2 separate regions of the Gasterosteus aculeatus genome follow, and region 2 is linked to region 1. The links are chromatin contacts, called in public Hi-C maps. All regions are on one chromosome and are shown on one strand. The core of a region is the stretch at or near the end of the contact, and the rest is flanking DNA. Distances in the headings are between cores, read along the strand shown. Region 1 overlaps LOC120819822 (myocardin-related transcription factor A). Region 2 overlaps spag9b (sperm associated antigen 9b).

Region 1 (5,904 bases), core at 1,068-3,567:
TTTATCGTCCGGGTAGAATGTAAAACGCTGTCACATTCCGCTATCTTTTCAAATCATAAATAAATAATGCAATATTTAGGAGGGTATGCATAGAGATGTCCAGACCGACAAAAAGACCCTTTCTTAAAGAAAGTAAATAAGCGTATTACCCCAAATATTTTACCAGTTCTAAAAATGTTTCTTGAGTGGAAATCAAGGAGAATAATTTGACAGAACACCTGTTCTAAGGCGTCAAACTTGTAAAAGCTGTAAATATCTGCACACATATGTCTTTTCAACCCCAAAATGCTCGCTGGGATTGCTACTGTTTACTGTTGTAATCATTTCCATAACACACAGCCAGCATGGCGTCTCATTATGCAAAAAAAACGATGGCGCTGATGAAATATTCAGGTGCAGTCAATCAAGACCAGTAAACTTCTTCTGAAAAGTGTGACTCGGTTGTCTCCTCGCCTCCTGACGTAGATGTATATATAGAAATAGATAAATGGGTGAAGGAAGGATGCACATTCTCTCCTCATTCACCACCTGTAAGTCCCTGTTTCGCTCTGAGCAGTGAACCTGGCCGGGTGTGCATTGTGTGTCCGCGTGTGCGGTTGCGTGTGTGAGGTCACACGTTGTCCGTGTCCTTTTATTACGTAAGCAGCGGTGGAACTGACGTGGCCTCGGGCTCAGTAACTGATTTACAGTGTGAGGTTGTAAAACGTTTAATCCGGCTGCTGGATGGGAGACAGAAGCGTGCACTATCATCACTATTAGAATAGTTTTCAAATAAAGAGATTACTTGTTCAATTATTTGGGTCCTTACATAAGAGCACTTTCACAGCAGAGGTCAGTAAAACTCCAGCAGACCAGAACTACTAAAACTACTTTTCCTGAACGTGCTTTTGCGTTGAAGGGTTCTGACAACGCACCGTTGGGCTCTGAAGCGATCTAAATGCTTCATGAGAAAATACACCAACAGATGAGAAGTGGAGTGGAAGGAGGTTGCACGCACACAGCAGCGTGTCCCCGGACCTCAGGGTGGAGGTGAGACACATCAGGTGAGGTCTGAGGGCTCTCTAGTGGCGCTGAGGGCTCACTGCATCAAACGGTCAGATGATCGCCTGAAACGGAGGCAAAGGCCGATGGGAATTGCATCCATTTGTTTTCTTTTTACCTGCTGATTTTTGCTATTACTGCGTATTTCATATTTGGGCTTTTTTTAGGTTCCCATCAGAATGAAAGTTCAGTTATATTTATATATTTATTTATATTTTTTGTACTTTATTTTAACATAAATGTTTTTCAAGCGCTTTCCGTGATGTCGTTTTTTTAATCGTTTTTCTACATAGCTCTTATTGTAATTTAACTGAGGGAAGGACATTTCTACTTCATCCTTTTGCAATCGAATTGTAACGTTAATACCAACTCAATTTTTATGGGACTAAATCACAGCGCAAGTTGACCCTAACAGTCACCTGGACCGTGTTAAATATTAATTGAATACCCACAATCTAGAGGCCAGAAGGACCGCAAATCCCCCACAAACCATGAAAAGAACCAGAGTCCCCACCTGGGCTGTAAGAGGAGGCCGACCTATATATGAAAATACGATGGAGACAAGTGTGGAACATCCCCGATCAAGTGCTGGATATAGGAACACACGGATATCATTGCTTCCTTATGTAAATATGTATAGAATTGTTTATGCCCTTCTGCCGTTAACAATTAGGAGCCAGTGTGTTGGAGCCATTTTTTCTATATTAGCAAGGAAAATGATTCATGCATGAGAAGTAATAGCATCTAAGCATCATTGAAACTATATTTCAATTGCCATTTTTTATCTTTTATCTCTTGGACCCGCACTGAGATGAAAGGTGTAGCCTGCTCGTGTGTTGGAGGAGAGGGCGAAGCGGTGCTTTGCTGACACCTGCTGTGCATTCTGGGAAGGTTGAACAGACTAAACCGTTTAAAGGAGAACGTTTAAGCACTTGTGGTTATTCAATATATGTATTTGATACAGAAATACTATTTATCATCTAACAAGAACTCTTAAAAAGACATTTGAATTAAACATTTAACCTCTTTGTGATAGTTGATAGTTTTAATAAAGAATATCGATCAAAAACAGACCAACCGTGGTCTGTTGTTCACCCAACCATGGGTGAACATCAGCACATACCGGTGGAAGAAAACCAGGGCACGATGCAACCTTTTATAGTTCAAACATCTTCTCCATCTTACTTCATATTAAATGAACGATTCCTCCACCGTGCGACACTGAAATGCACGTTGCTCGTTGTGGTGTTTTGATTTCGGTAAAGAAGACAGATCTGTTCAGTAACTGTCCAATAGGGCGACATGTGTGCATCCAGCATGACATCATGCCCCCACACTGGAGATACACAACACATAAACAGGAGGAATAGTGAGTGATGAACTTTAGAGATTAAATTGTTCATATTGGATGAAAGAAGCCATGTTTCACTGCAGTTCAATGCATATTAAATGAACTCACTGCAAACCATTGATCAAACATTGATTGATTGATTGCTTACCCTTTGTGGTGCAGGACACATTTCTTTGACCACAGCTCAAAAGAGGTTAATTGACCCCCCAAAAAGCTGTGCATAAAATGGCATCTTAAAACATTTGACGTCATGTTTTACCTTTCAATTACCTTATTACTTAGTTTGAATTTATTACTTTTCCAACAAATTATTTTACCCAAGGTTTGAATTCTGCTTTTGACATACTATAAATAGTCAACGTTTTTCAACATGCTATATTAGCACTTTGTTTCAGATTACTTTGACAAGCTATACCACGATTGTTATATTTTACCATTATACCATGATTTTTATATATTATAACTTTTAACACGTTATTTATTCTTTGACAGCTATAGTATATTTCCTACTTCATGCATTTTTTTCACATATTATTTGACATGAAAGTACAGTTAACTTTTAACATTAGACCAACAGATTCTAATCGGCTCGTCTTTATTATCAGTGACATTTGAGCTCAACGTGTTTAAGATATAATAAGTGTAAATTTACTTTTGTTGTCAGCAGCAATGTAGTTATTCTCCTCACAAATTTTCCATTTCTTCGTCTGTTGTGAAAACGCAGAAAAAAAAAAAAACATTTGTTGTGATTTTACAATATATTTATTTTTTCAAACTTTCCTTTCTTTAAAAAAAAAAAAATGACGAGGTCCAAGCTTCACCCTACGTTCCCCAGCTGATGAACTCGGCTCTAAAGCAACCAGCGAAGAAAAATAATCATGTGGACAATAATATACAGCAATACATAGTGGTCTACCATAAAGTTACCAATAATACACAACCTCCTCTGAGGCTTCAGTTCCAACGGCTGCCACTGATATGGTTCATTTGAAAGGGGACAGGTGGGAAGGGGGGGGGGTTCAGGTTGCCACAGTGAGAGGACGAGGTCACTCAGCATTGCGATTTGGCTGTTGGCCTGAACCTCCCCCTCCCCCCACCCTCTCCATCCTCTAACCCCCTCCGAACCAATCAGATTCAGCATAAGTGCAAAGTTTAGGAGGCACTGACACACCATGCCGTGTGGAGGAGCAGAGTGTAGTCACACCCCCCCCAGCTGTACTCTGTCAAACCGTTTGTAATGTTGCATTACAGTGCAGTCTCCAGCCACGTCTCTAATCTGGAAATAATGCATGTCGGGACACAGGAAATAGGATTATATCAGCGGGATGTGAACAGTCAGCTGCATGGACCCCCGTAGAAAGCCAATTACCAAAAGTCCACTCCAGTTCCACCAAGTTCAAGTCCTTTATCTAAGAATTCTTATGTTCGTTCCTCATTGGACCTCATCCTGCATACAGAAACAGCCAGTGTGTAAAAGCGTGTGTTTGCGTGTGCCAGTGAGCCCCGCAGTGGTTGAGACAGCATAGAAAAGACACGTCTACATGTGCATGACGTAAAGACGGCGCCTGTACACAGTGTGGGCGGGCGGGGGCGGAGCTACAGACACGACTCCCAGTGCAGCTGCAGGTCTGAGCTGTCTAGGAAATCGGTGGAGAAGACGCTCGGCGGGGTGTGAGGCACCAGCGGGGCCAGGCTCGTTCCCCCGTCTGCGTCTCCCCCCACCCCTCCTCCTCCTCCTCCGCCTCGACCCCCACTGCCGCCGGCAATCCCCACCATGGAAATATCCAGCCAGTCCATGCTGTCCAGGGTGGGGTCGCCAAAGTCCAGCCCCGCCGGGTGGGGGGAGAAGCCCAGGTCGGACGTGTCCATCGGGGAGGACGGGTGCTCCAGGATACTGGGCGTGCTCAGCATCTGGCTGTGGAGGTCGTCGATCAGCGACAGGCCGCCGCCGGGCTCCACGCCGAGGAGCGGCGCCCCAGTGGTGCTCTCCAGGAAGTCCTCCAGGCGCCCGCTGCCCGTGCAGTGCTCCCCCACAGAGGCCTGCGGGGAGATGAGGGACTCCGTAGGGGTGGGGGGGGAGAGGTGGTGGAGGGGAGACGGGGGAGAGGACGGGGAGGGCGGGTCAGAGTGGAGGGGGGCGAGGGAAGGGTCCGGGTTGGACTTAAAGCCGGGGAGTTCTAAAGGAGGACAGAGAAAGACGTTAGGAGACGGAGACTCGTGTAGCTCTCGTTAATGTTTGGATCAGAGCTTCTTACCTCCGCTCTTCAGCAGGATGTCAAACAGGTCGTCCATTTGCTGACTGTTGACGCCGTTCTCCTGCAAACAGAGGGGGGGGGGGTCAGAAAACATTTACACCTGCAACCACAGAACCACTGGCTTCCCACAGCAGACATGCACTACAACCCATTCCTTGCTTTTTGGTTAGTTTCTTGGTGGTTGAAAATGATCGCACGTTCCTCACGTGCAGCAAATCAAGTATATGATAAATGTATCATGTGAAATTATGGTAATATGAGATAAACTAATGGTGTTCTTGTTTTAACGTAAACTTTGCACATTTCCAGATGAATGTTTTTTTTTTTTCTGTCCCGCGGACCGTAAGCCACATTCCTCAGTCCTTTGCTGGACTTCTGACCGAAATGAAAAGCTTCTATTTGGATTTGGTCCACACGGACGTATCAGCATCACTTTAGAAATGATTTCCATCCGTACCAGCATCAAGTAGCACGTTGTTATTCCCTACACTGCGCATGCCGGTTTAAACAGGAAGTAGATCGTTGGGTATTATGGTATTATTATAGTATTCGTTGGCAATGAAGGGCCGGACTTGATACTTCCTTTTTTCTTTATCCAAAGATAAACAAACACATTTTGTAATAAAAAAGTTTTAGAATTCAACTTTAGTTGTAAGACTGCAGCTGTCTAACACACAAAATAACAACTTACAGATGTTATTTAGAAGTTTTACTAAATTAAGGGTTAGTAACTTTGGTCAACACATGTCTCACTCTTCGTAACAAGAACGAACCAATTCCTGCAGCAGCCTCTTCGCTCTCAGAGACACACATCACACACAAACACACTCCACAGTGAATCCAAGCCAACACCACCAGCTCTCTGCCCAAAAGCCATTGGACTACCTTCGGTTGGGTGAGCACAGCGCTCCGTGTGAGAGGCTGAGAGATGGGAAACGGAGGCACAGACAAAAGACGGACAACCACTACAGGACAGACGAAAAGAAAGACATACTTTGGAGCGTTGAGTAGGAAGGGAGGTGTTGGGTTTGGGAGAGGGAGGGGTGAACAGTGTGTGCCGGTCGTAGGGCAGACACACCTCTCTCTGCAGGGAGGAAGTGATGAAATGAAAAGAAAGGGGAAAGAAACAAGGAGAAAAAGTTAATGGAGTTTCCAGATCAGAAGGGAGGACATGGCGACGGGGAAGCATGGGAGCGAAGGGCCGGGGGGGGGGGTCGCGTTACCTTAAGCGATGACATTAAGTTACTCTGGCTTTCA
Region 2 (5,904 bases), core at 2,003-4,502, 77 kb before region 1:
AAGTGACTGCAGGGACATTTGTTCCATACTGCTCCATGGCTCACGCTCAGCTCTGTTTCCATGGTCACAGAGATGCTGTCAAGTTCTTCACCGCCGTACCAGGTAAACAAACCCAGCCCTTTGTTTATATTCCAGCGGTGTTGTTTTCCTCTTTCAGTCGGTAACACCGTACACTTGCAATATGTGGTGCGATTGGACAATCGGCAGTCCAACTGAGTAGGAAATGAAAGGACCAGTGTGCTCCTCATGCTAACAAAAGATGAATAATCAAAGCGCTGCCATCTGATAAAAAATACAGTGTGCAGATAAGACGAGAAGGTCTGTCCCAGATAAACACAATCTGGATCTCATTTGGTGTTATTCACACTTTGGCTCTCTGCTCTCAGGTCACGCAGTTCCATCCGCGTCCTGCGGAGCGGAGGCAGCCGGCGACAAGACGGCAGACGCCGCAACTCAGGAAGGAACCAAGTCCATGCTGGTGATGAGTGGAGGAGAAGGCTACATCGACTTCAGGATGGGTGAGTTTGCAACAGATGAAACCCTCTTTGCCGTCAGCGCAGCAGATCTAGAGGCACACGTGACGTCCCTCTGTGTGTCTTCAGGTGACGAGGACGCGGAGGAGAGCGAGCAGCCCCCCTTGAAGCTGCAGCCGCTCGCAGGTAAAGCCGAGCGCAGCCACCTCATCGTCTGGCAGGTCATGACCAGCGAGGACTGAACTGACCCCCCAGGACCCACTGAGGCCCTGATGCTCCTTTTCCTCCTGAACCGGCTGTCACGGACGGAGGAGTTCAGGTGGACGACTCTACAAGCAGAGGACAACTAGCACTTTCTTTCTTCCTGAACAATTCGAGTGAAACAAGCAGAAACTGGATTCGACCAGTGCAAACTAAATAAAAAAAAAAATCCATAATTTCTTATTTGTATCTTTAGAATATACATATTTTATGAATTTGAATTATTTTAATCTGTTATGATGCCTCTTTATCTTTTATTATTTAAGCTAAAGCTGGAAACAGAACTCTTTGTTATGTTTGCTCACCAAATCCAATGCATTTTCCTCCTGGTTCCCTTCACTCATTTTAGGGGTTTTATGCTCATGTCGACTCCACGTCACACTAAATGAGAACAATCACGTGGGAGCTCCCCTGTTGCCCTTCAACAATGTAAGACTGTGGCAATTATTGCGGGAGCAATTGTCATTTTTATTTGGTTTTTCATCCTTTTGAAAACTTGGCTTTTGATTGTATGCAAGACAAAGTTAATCGAAATAGTCAAATGCAATACAGCTTCCCCTGGTTAATATTCAAGATGCAGGTCCTAGTACATCCCTCTCATGCAAGCTCTACCATTAACGTTTCAGTCACAGAGAAAAGCAATATTGAAATATGTCCTGCAATGTTCTTCTAATTTGTGGCTGCAAAAACAATGGCATTCATACTGCTGTGCTTCGTGCCTAATGCTAATTCGCAGAAGTTAGCTCGCTTAAGGCCAACGCTGACGTCGTTGTTAAGCTCAAGCACGGCCTCAGTGCCGCTAACGTGTCTGCCATTCTTTTTAAGTTAAGCCGGCTCTGTGACTCTGAGGTCCCGATGATGCATCGGAGGCACGAACTGCAGCCCAAATAACTCGGGGACAAAATCCAATTCTCATTAATAATCAAATGGAAAGCGGCGGCTTCTGCCAACAGGCGCTGGTCAGCCCGGCCTCCGCTGCAGGTGGTGGTTGTTGTTATTATGCAAGTATTTAATCCAACGTGATGGGAGGATGCTGTCGACCCACTGCTCTCAATCTACAAACCAGCTAGTAGACACTTTAGAAGAAACAAAAACAGCGTTTTTGATTTACTCTGCTTTTCAGGTGTGACAAAGTATTTATTTTTCCTTCAAAGAATGTTGCTGCGCTTGCTACCAAAGTATAAAGACTTAACGATGGCTAGTTTTTCACCGGCTGAGAGGATAAGTGTCTCACTAATGTAGAGCAGCATGTGTGAGTCGGCCTCCATGAGGATGAAATGCACGTTTTCACAAAATCCCGTTTTATAGTTGAGATATATTTTTAGACTTTCATATCTGGGAATTAATGTATTTTCAGCAGAGAGCAGATTGTGCTGTGCCTGTCACGTTAACGGTCACAATTTGAACATAATTCGCGGCGCTGCCCCCCTTTAAGCCAGAACATCTTTATCTGGGGTTAATGTGTTTATCCTGATGGCAGAATGATGTTTTAAGTCCTTTTTCTTTCAGGCTGTACTCTCTGAGAACGGTGCACAAGCGGTTCACTCGGGTGTAAAATGAGACTGTAACTCTGGCCCTTGTGTACCAGCACACTGCACTGTGTGCTCTTTGTTTGGTCCTCCTTTGTATTGAACCGCGTCCGAGTGTGTGTGTGTGTGTGTGTGTGTGTGTGTGTCCTCTCCAAGAGAGGAGTGAGACGTTATTGCAGATTAGCCATTTCAGTATTTATTTACAATGATTGAGCCTTTGCAATTCCGAATGTATCTTTTGTAAATTGAATATATATGATTATATATGCTTGGGTTTACTGTTTCCATATGGTATGAATGTGTTTTCTGGGGGGAAGGGAGGGTCACTCAGCTATGCACTGTCTGTAAGGAGGTGGGGTTGTTTCATTTTCTGGTGTGATCAGTTTTGGGCGAACGCCTTCCTCCACAGGTCTGTCCGCCCTCTCATCTGCATATGGTGTCTTTAACCAGCGTCCTCTCTTCCAAGTGAGCACCATCTTGTTCTTCTTCTCTGGCCTTACATGTTTTTTCTAACGGTCAAATTAAAGCTTTTTTGTGAGCTTCCTTTGCTTGTAGTGTTTGTCTGCGTCAGTGACACACAGCTGGTCTTACGGTTCAAAGCTGAAGCTTTGTCTTTGACCTGAGGTCGGTCAACCAACCGAAAAATCACAAACCGGTTTATTATACATTCCATCAATGGGGTAAACCTTTATTTTTCTAAAGTAATGCAGTAAATTAAATCAAATGTTTGTCCTTGGCTCAGACCCATAATATGCATTTCGGTTTATTCTTCTGTAAAGTGGAAAATAAAAAAAATATAAAGCCAAGTGATCTATTTTAATGCAAAACAATCACACAGCCAAATTTAAACAAAATATATCCTTCCTTCATGGAGCCCTTCCCCCCACCCAGACTCGACTCACTGTTTACCAGCACTAGGTGGCGTGCTTCCACTACACTTATAATAGCTGTTTTTCCCCAGTGACCAGTGGAAGGACATACGCGCCCCGCCCCGGCCTGTGATTGGCCCACAGCCGTTTTATTCTCGGCCTCGGTTTCAGCCCCCTGAATGAGGCTGAACTGGTGCTTAGCAGGCTGAGAGATTGATGGAGGCTTTAATCTCTTCACAAGCTCTCAGGAGAACACCTGGCCGTCATGGATCACAGCCACGATAGTGGAGCCGCAGGTTAAGTAGTGGATGTACACAACGGGCCAACAATAAACATGGCATGATTACCTCCTATTTTAATGTAGTGGTGAAAAAATATTTAAATGTTAAAGGTACTGAATAAAAAAATGAGAAATACATCATTGCAATATCGCTTCCGCGCTGCTATCAGATTGAACAAAGGCTCTGCTGAGAATAACGCTACTGTAAACAGGTTCTTTATTGTGCTATTTTCAAACTCCAGAATCAAAGTACTGATACTTGCGGCACTCGGCCAGAACAGTGTTATGCCTGTGCTCTGAAATGTCTTTTAATATGGACTTAATGATATTACATCCATTTCAACCAATACATAAAAGTGTCTAAATTAATGGTCACAGGATCCAGTCTGCCGGGTTGCAGCACCATGTTACAGTCTGTTCTGACAGCCAGATGGTGGTTTAGAGGTCGGGGTGTTATCCAGGTCTCACCATAACATCTTGTTCCTGTTGTGGAACTACTTCCAATAATGCTCCAGGTTAACAGACCCACTAATGCCGCTGCAACTGTGTTTACAGCAACGCCAAGCTGCTCGGATGTAAAATCCTGCAAACATGCTGTAAAAAATCAGACTGAATGTGTGTTTGTGAACGCAATTCTTTCATATTTCACTAAAAGTCACACGGCTGTAATGAGGGGAAAACGCTGTGTTTGCAGAATGCCCCTCTTCTCTCCTGGAGGAGGCAGAAGTCATTGAAGTGGAAAACCGCTGTCGGAGGAAATTCACCCTCCATGAATCACGTGTAACTCGCAAATGCAGACGCACTCCTGAAGAGGCACGACACGCACCTTCTATGTGAGCGTGTCTACCCGACCTGTCGCCTGCTCTGTCATCTCAGCAGTCGTCCCTGGTGCAGGATAAACACACAGCAGGAGTCCCTTCCAAATCATTCACACACATCTATTTCTGTCCTCTCATCATTTTGCATCACTTTTCACACACACTACGCTCTTTGTCGTCCCTTTAGTCTCAAAACTAGAAATCGGTTGGTTTTGTAGTAACTTGACACTAGCCGCAAAAACTGAACTCGGTTCTTTCTGTAGTGCCGTGGCAGCAAGCCTTAAAAACAGGGGTCCTGGAAAATGATATATATAATATAAAATGGGGTCGCTCATCAGCAAAGAACGGGAGGATGAGAGCTTGGAAGGAGATGAGACATTTATGAAGATGGTAGAGAGGTGGAAAGATCAATATGGGTTTGACGGGAAGTTGACGGTTGCAAAATTTCATCTTCAGACGGGTTAAAATCAGGCAGAGATGCAAGGGAAGAAAAAAGAAATAGTAGTCTGAACTGTTTTCGGTTTTATCGCATGAGGAACACGTTCGAGGGAATCCTGGACTGGACTCCTCTTCGCCACCAGCTGTGATCTCCCTCGGTACCGCCAACCTCCCACCACACCAAGGATGAAGAAGAAGGACCAACAACTACAGCCCCATCAATGAACATTACAAAATCTCACATGATCTGAACGACAGGAGTCTGACGAGCAAAGAAACCAGGACTCATTTGGCGAGTCTGAAGATCCACAGAATTAAAGAGAACTTTTACTCCTTTAGACGTTGTCATGAAAAGAGTAAACGAGCCCCGACGGAAGCAGCAGAGAAGTTGTACCCGAGACGAAGAAAGAAGAGACATTAATGGGCAAGGACCTTTGAAACACACCAGTTGAGAACGTTGTGTGAGATCACTATGGCAACATGGACATTGAAGCCGAGGAGGGAGGGCTCACCTCGGGTCACTGCAAGACAATTTTATTGTCTCAAAAGTGAGCTCTTGTTTGTGATTACATCAAATAAAGTTTGATGTAGCTCAAAAAAGATGAACTCTACTTCATCACAGTGTTCGAGTCGCTCGGCCAACACATACACACAGCGCACACACGGCAGGGCCTGCTCGAAAACAAAGGGCCGTCACACCCCCCTTCATAAAATCTGGGTTCCAACCCCAGAACCCAACATATTCTTTTTTACTGATCCTAACCAACGACCCCCCCTTCAACCGAGCGATAGACAGGGCACGCGACTGGTCGCCAGTAAATTGCAGCGCTGATATAGAGACAAAAAACTCTTCACGCTCACACACCTATGGGCAATTTAAAGTCACCAATTGACCGAACCCCCAGAGCAGGCCTTTGGACTGTGGAAGGAGTCCTGAAGAGAACCCATGCTGACACGGGGAGAACATTCTCCACACAGAAAGGCTGCAAGGCTGCAGAACCAGGACCTTCTTGCTGCAGGGCGACTGTGCTAACCAACATACTGCCCTGATTTAAGTAAAGGTATGTTGCCATACTATAATATATTCTAAAATGTTTAAAAAAGGAGGATGGTAAGTGGTATTATGGTACATTATGTCAAGAAATCGAATTGTATAGCAAAGAAGAAAACAATACATGTGAAACACATTGTTTAGTATAGTATAAAAAGAAAAAATATAACAAGTATGGTATGGGG

The links. Hi-C and Micro-C count contacts between places; a contact is called where the count stands out from the background.
Region 2: a Hi-C map of liver shows a contact between it and region 1, with 4 times the contacts expected there. The contact joins two enhancer-like sites. A contact is called at or near these places in 5 of 6 Hi-C or Micro-C datasets (liver, skeletal muscle, tail fin and 1 more).

The regions. Positions count from the first base shown.
Region 1 is chr5:6,463,459-6,469,362 of fGasAcu3.hap1.1, reverse strand. It overlaps LOC120819822 (myocardin-related transcription factor A), which reads right to left. Exons shown (of 19, transcript XM_078102809.1): 17 at 5,871-5,904; 18 at 4,648-4,708; 19 at 3,132-4,569. The coding sequence ends at 3,989. Among protein-coding and RNA genes, the nearest start is that of LOC120819822, 30 kb to the right of the region's middle. Within about 2 kb of position 2,317, at least 2 of the 9 cell types and tissues checked have open chromatin away from gene starts, as enhancers often do. A contact at or near this core is called in liver, where this site is marked.
Region 2 is chr5:6,541,444-6,547,347 of fGasAcu3.hap1.1, reverse strand. It overlaps spag9b (sperm associated antigen 9b), which reads left to right. Exons shown (of 29, transcript XM_078102819.1): 27 at 1-102; 28 at 387-518; 29 at 603-2,806. The coding sequence ends at 715. Among protein-coding and RNA genes, the nearest start is that of spag9b, 28 kb to the left of the region's middle. Within about 2 kb of position 3,252, at least 5 of the 9 cell types and tissues checked have open chromatin away from gene starts, as enhancers often do. A contact at or near this core is called in liver, where this site is marked.